Regions from separate parts of the Mus musculus genome. Here region 2 is linked to region 1. The links are chromatin contacts, called in public HiChIP or PLAC-seq maps. All regions are on one chromosome and are shown on one strand. The core of a region is the stretch at or near the end of the contact, and the rest is flanking DNA. Distances in the headings are between cores, read along the strand shown. Region 1 holds the start of Vwa3b (von Willebrand factor A domain containing 3B). Region 2 overlaps Vwa3b (von Willebrand factor A domain containing 3B).

What was found. HiChIP or PLAC-seq counts read pairs in DNA pulled down with a chosen protein or histone mark.
Region 2: an H3K27ac HiChIP or PLAC-seq map of embryonic stem cells shows a contact between it and region 1, with 2.2 times the contacts expected there. The contact joins the enhancer-like site here to the promoter of Vwa3b in region 1. A contact is called at or near these places in 3 of 39 promoter capture datasets (embryonic stem cells, hippocampal neurons and liver), 6 of 484 Hi-C or Micro-C datasets (8-cell embryo, cortical neurons, embryonic stem cells and 3 more), 4 of 115 datasets of contacts at active chromatin or transcription factors (bone marrow-derived dendritic cells and embryonic stem cells) and 3 of 9 other capture datasets (adipose tissue, liver and pancreatic islet).

Annotation. Positions count from the first base shown.
Region 1 is chr1:37,027,881-37,030,891 of GRCm38.p6, forward strand. It overlaps Vwa3b (von Willebrand factor A domain containing 3B), which reads left to right and starts at 1,433. Exons shown (of 28, transcript NM_001370828.1): 1 at 1,433-1,548.
Region 2 is chr1:37,128,630-37,131,640 of GRCm38.p6, forward strand. Vwa3b (von Willebrand factor A domain containing 3B) reads left to right here. Exons shown (of 28, transcript NM_001370828.1): 14 at 255-431. Among named protein-coding and RNA genes, the nearest start is that of Gm37020, 20 kb to the right of the region's middle. Within about 2 kb of position 1,577, at least 11 of the 459 cell types and tissues checked have an H3K27ac peak or open chromatin away from gene starts, as enhancers often do. A contact at or near this core is called in 8-cell embryo and embryonic stem cells, where this site is marked.

The DNA of each region.
Region 1 (3,011 bases), core at 183-2,682:
CTTATTGGTTTGCTTCATGTGGCTTACTCTAGACTCTTTTAAAAAAAAGATTTATTTATTTATTTATTTATTTATTATGTACACAGTGTTCTGCCTGCACTTCAGAAGAGGGCATCAGATCTCATTATAGATGTTAGCCACCATGTGGGTGCTGGAAATCGAACTCGGGACCTTTGAAAAAATAATCAGTGCTCTCAACCTCTGAGCCATCTCTCCAGCCCTTATAGAATCTTTTACTTATAGATTTTCATAAGCACATTTTTGTGTGAGTGTGATTGCTTGAAGAATGGCAGGTTTGCATTTTGAGCCATCTGTATGCTTGTAAGGCAAGACTAAATAAGCATTAGGTAGAGTGCAGTACCGAATCCCTATAGGAGTACTACCTGTAGATTTGCAAAAACCACAGCTCTCAGCTTAGAGGGTATAAGCAAGCCTGTTCTGGAGCCATTTTGAATAGCTGTGGCCCTGTACAACACAGATTTAGTTTACCCCAAACTCCATGTTCCAACGTGGAAGCAGTTTCATGAACTTTTCATAGAACAAAGAAAGTCACAAATCATGATAAATTTAAAGTACCTTGGAGGGCACACCAGAGAAGCAGGCACGGTGAGAGTGGGGAAAGCTTTTCAAGATGCTGTGGGACATTCTTAGCCTTTGGATTGGTGGAGGCTAGTTGTCCGTCTATCTTTTAGTCACAAGAGGTTAGTTTGGTCACAGAAGTGGGCAAGGAATGGCTCTCCAAGAGGGGTTAGAACTGGCCCAAGATAAGGCAATTAGCCTTCAGAACAGCAACATTCTAACCTCTCTGCAGAACTGAAATTCTAATCAGTCAAAATCAGTCTCTGCGGACACAGCTTCCCTCCCCCCTCCTCTCCAGGAGGTTTTATTCACAATCTTTTTTTTTTTTTTTTTTTTTTTTTTTTTTTGATCCTGGCAGCTCTTGTGTCCAAAGTTACAATCTGGCAAAACTGTGAACGCTCATCTGACCACCCCTTCTAGCTGAGCACCTGTAACGAACCGCTCCAACTCTAGGTTTCCTTCCCTTAAAGACGCAATGAAGAAAGGATCTCTTTATAATACCGAGGGAGAAATCAAAACAAAAGGCGCGGGCTGCGGTAATCTGCCGGAAGTAAATCGAGAGAACAGGCTTCCTTCAGCGGGCAGTCGTCTGCTTTTCTGCCCATCTGAATATTTGTTAACCTAATCTCTAATATTTGCCGCTGTCAACTTTCCCAGGGTCAGGCGCAGAGGACGAGCCTTAGGCTGCTCTCTTTCCGGGTGGACCAAATTGGTTTTGCAACACCAACATCCAGTTTCTTCGCAGTCCCCATCATCTCTTTACTCCCTCTGAGGGGCTCATTGGTGGGCGGGGCCGGATCCCGAGCCACGCTGTGATTGGCGGTGTCTTAGCAACTGCAGCGATGTGGTTGTCAACAGAAACTGGACTCCCGCAACTCTGTGCCCGAGGCGGGGACCCTTCGCCAGCATCAGGGGGAGTCACAGCCTTGTCCAGCAGTGGGATGCTGGCCGCGCCCACCTCCTGCTCTGGTTAGTGAGGCCCTGGAGGGTGGGAGGGTCGCTGACGCACGCAAGCCGCCTGGCCTCGCAACTGACAGATTACTTACTAAGTGGGGGATACCATCCTTCTAGACCAGATCTTCCAGGTTTCCAACTGGTTGTGTGAGGGAAAAAACAAGTTTGTAATTTCCGAGCTGGACCTCGCTTCTGCTGGGAAAGGGCAGTGGCCAGGCCGCACCCACTTGAGAGCTGGATTTCAGAGTCAAAGTCGCAGACGTGTGCGAGCCCTTCTTACCCAGGGCTCTCCCCCCACCCCCACTCTTTGCAGAAGCTCAGCTCCCTAATGCTTGTCTATCCAGAGGCCAAAGTTAGTCAGAGGACATAGCATACTGATCAGTATATTAGAAACTCATTTCTGAGAAGCAATGATCAAAACTTAACAATCCAAACTCAAAGCGATCTTCTTGAGTGAAAGGTTTGAGTCTGGAGAAAGCCTCTGCTTGCCTCTTGGTTTTTGGGGGCATTCACATCACTTTCACTTTCTAATATGGACTTTTAACCTCATGTAGTTGTTCTTCTAATCTTCTCAGAAGTTCTCCATTTCTTTTCTTCTCGGCGATGACCTAACAGCCCCACCCCCACCCCACGAGCCCAGTTTTCAATTCTTGGTCCTGTTCTCAACAGTGTGTCCCACAGACCATTTCAATCCCTTAACCCTGCCCACGTTTATCTGAGGCGATGCTCTTAGCCTAGCTTTGCCTTTTAAGGATAGAAAGAATAAGACTGTTAAGAATTGTAACAGGATACATCAGGGAACTTCATCCCAGCTTCCTTTCTTCCCAGAAGAATCAGAGTTCAGAACTCCCACAACATACCTCCCCATCTCCTACCCCTCCATACTACTCCCTCCCTCCCTCCCCCATGCACAGATTTCTTTTTTTAGAAACTAGCAAGGATGAAGATTGGAGGTGTTGATCATACGTTTACCAAGGATCCAAATTGAATTAATAGAGTCTAAGTTAGACTCTGGTCCAGGGCTTGTAAGAACAGTGACTGGATTGTTCTTGGCTTCTCACTATGGGCAGGTGCATAGCAGCCGACAAAGAAGGGCTCTTAGCGTGATCCCAGTCCTCCTGCCTCAGTTTCCTAAGTGTTGGGATGAAAGGTCTTATCCATCTTAATCTTCCTGCTGTCCTGGGAGCTTTGCCTGTCCCTGGCACTCAATGGCTCGATGGACAACTCCAAGTTTTTAGGACTGCGGACAACCAGAGGTGGTGGTATATATACTTGTAATCCCAGCACTCAGGAGGCTGCAGCAAAGAATGCCACAAGGTCAAGCCTGGTCTGAGCTATGTAGTCAGACTCTGTCTCAAAATACCAAAACCCAAACCAAAACAAAAACCTTACCACTGGTAACATTATTGCACACTATAAAGCAGACCTTGCCAGTATGTATCCTCTCTGCCTCAGAGGAAACTCCCAAGTAACCACAG
Region 2 (3,011 bases), core at 327-2,826, 100 kb after region 1:
TAACATATTGACAAAAACATCACACACTGTGTGAGCAACTCCTATCTCAGAATTTGACCACCTGTGGAAAATACTAAGAATTTATTTTTTTACACTATATCATTTGTCTTTCTCTTTTACCCTTTCCAAAAACATGTTGTATTACTGCTTTTGTGCATAGGTGTTTGTCTGCATGTATGTCTGTTTGCCACATGCATGCCTGATACGTATGGGGGCCAGAAGAGGGCTTCAAATTCTCCTTGTTATCTTTTCAGCCACCAGAAATGGTGATGGACCACGTCAAACTCTTTCAGAACATCCCCATCTGTGCCATCTCCTTCAGTTACAACGATGAGGTTGCGAACGAGTTCTTGAAGGAGCTTGCTGCCTTGACCGGAGGCGAGTTCCGAGCTTATAACTTTGGCTGCAAGGATCCCATTCAGGATACTCAGGTGGGAACTTGGCACACTGAGGAAATGGTTCACTCATTCATTCATTCGTTCGTGCATTCATTCATTAGAGTGTTACGAGTCTCAAAGATCAGCTCCTGAGCTGGGAGAACTGCAGCCATACACAAAACTAAGCAAAGCAGCTGGTGCAGTAATGATGCCCCAAGGTTGGTCCAAATGTGGCCTGAGGATCTCAGAACTTGTGACAATGTGAGCCTGGATCAAGGTCACAGGTACAAGCCAGGAACTCCTATCATGGCTAATGGCCCAAGGATCTTAGTAAGTTTTGTTGTGATCTTCTTCATTTTCCTCTTCCACCTCCTCCTCAGTTGTTGCTTTTGTGTGTAGGTGTTTGTTTGCGTGTATGTCTACGTGCAATATGCTTGTGCCTATGGGGGTCAGAAGAGTGCCTCAAATGCCTTGGAGTTACAGATGGTTAGCACCACAGGGCTGTTAAGAATAGACCCTGGTGCAAGGCAGAGGCAGGCAGATTTCTAAGTTCGAGGCCAGCCTGGTCTACAAAGTGAGTTCCAGGACAGCCAGGGCTACACAGAGAAACCCTGTCTTGAAACAAAAACAAAAACAAAAACAAAAACAACAAACAAAACAAAGCAAGAATAGAACCTGGGTCCTTTGCAAGAACAGCCAGCGCTCTTTAACCACTGGGCCATGTCTCCAGACCACACGTATACTGGCCTTTAACTAGCTACCTCTTAACTTCTCAAGGAATGCAACTATGTGACCATCTGATAAAATAATTCACACTGATGGGGAAAGGGGACAGAGTAACTGAAAGTATTCCCTGACCCTCTAGCCCTGGCCTGAGGATGTGATTTCAATGTTTGCCAGGTTTTTAAGGCTCCTGCTTGAGGTTCAGTTAAGGCGTGGAGACATCTGTATAGTTTAAAGGCATTGGGATTTTAATTTTTATTTATTTATTTTTTTTGCTGACTCAGTCTCTCAGCTAGTGTCCAATTCTCCGCCATTTCATCTCTCCACATGGTTCCTCAGAGCCGGACTCCAGCTCTGCTCAACTCCAGCCGAGCCTCCATTCTTCTTCCTCCTGTTTCCCTCAGCATCTCTGCCTGCCTGGAAGTCCTGCAGTACTTCCTGCCTCAGCTCCAGCTTCCAGCTGTTTATTATTCTAAAAGCCACACCCCTTACTCTGGGGTAGGCTGAGGAAGGTCACCTTCCCTTAGGGCAGCTTGGCTTCCTTGTAAAGGCAGGTGAGGAAGTGAATATTACACACCCCCTTAACCAGGCATTGCAGCTTCAAAGAACAATTGAAAACCCAAGGACAGAACATGCAACATTTGTGGGTCATCAACTCAGGGAGCTCTTCTGTAGGAAACCGTGCTTACTGCTCATTCTCCTCCGTTTTTTTTTTTTTTTTTTTTTTTTGGTTTTTCGAGACAGGGTTTCTCTGTATAGCCTTGACTGTCCTGGAACTCACTCCGTAGACCAGGCTGGCCTCGAACTCAGAAATCTGCCTGTCTCTGCCTCCCAAGTGCTGGGATTAAAGGCATGCGCCACCACTGCCCGGCCGTCATTCTCCTTCTTGTATGTAGAGACCTAGAACTGTTATCAGGACAAATCAGAGATATGAACAACTCTTGGTCTGAGGAGACTACCCTCTGAGAACCGAACCAGACAAAAGGACCTCAGGGGACTGTGCTCTGAGATCACCCTATACTAATGACAACAACCTGGTGGGGAAAGAGCTGCAGACCCTGTTGGAACAGTTGCAGGAGTTCCCATGCACAGCAAACCTGCCGACTTTTAGACAGAGGTTCAAAACAATTCCAAGAGGGAAAGACCACCTTTTCAACAAATAATTGGAACAACTGACAGTCCTCAGGCAAAACCCCAGTCTAAGTGCTGATCTTCACACACAGAGAGCACGCATGCGCAAAGTAAATCACAGGCTCCAATATATAAATTATAACAAATTATATAATATTTGTTTCCCTGTCAGCTACTCAGAGGATGAAATACAATGAAATAAACCCTGGCTTATTTTATATTATGTACTTTCTAATGTATTATCACAGTAACAGAAAGTAAACTAGAATAGCTAGCCTGGGAACTTTAATGAGACCCTGTCATAAACTTAAAGTGGGGCTGGGATATATAAGTTGGTGGTAGAGTAGTGGCCTAGCATGTAGAGTACCCAGGGTTCAAACCCCAGGGCTATAAAAACAAACAAAAAGTGTCCATCTAGAAAACCTGGGAAACACATCAGACATTCCACTGAGGAGGCCCAACAGAAGTGGGAAAGAAGCCAGGCCAGGAGGCCAGATGCCACCAGCACAGGCCAGGAGGCCAGATCCCACCAGCACAGGCCAGGAGGCCAGATCCCACCAGCACAGGCCAGGAGGCCAGATCCCACCAACACAGGCCAGGAGGCCAGATCCCACCAGCACAGGCCAGGAGGCCAGATCCCACCAGCACAGGCTAGAAGGCCAGATGCCACCAGCACAGCCCAGGAGGCTGGATCCCACCAGCACAGGCCAAGAGGCCAGATGCCACCAGCACAGCCCAGAAGGCCAGATGCTACCAGCCTTAGAGGAATACTACCTAAGC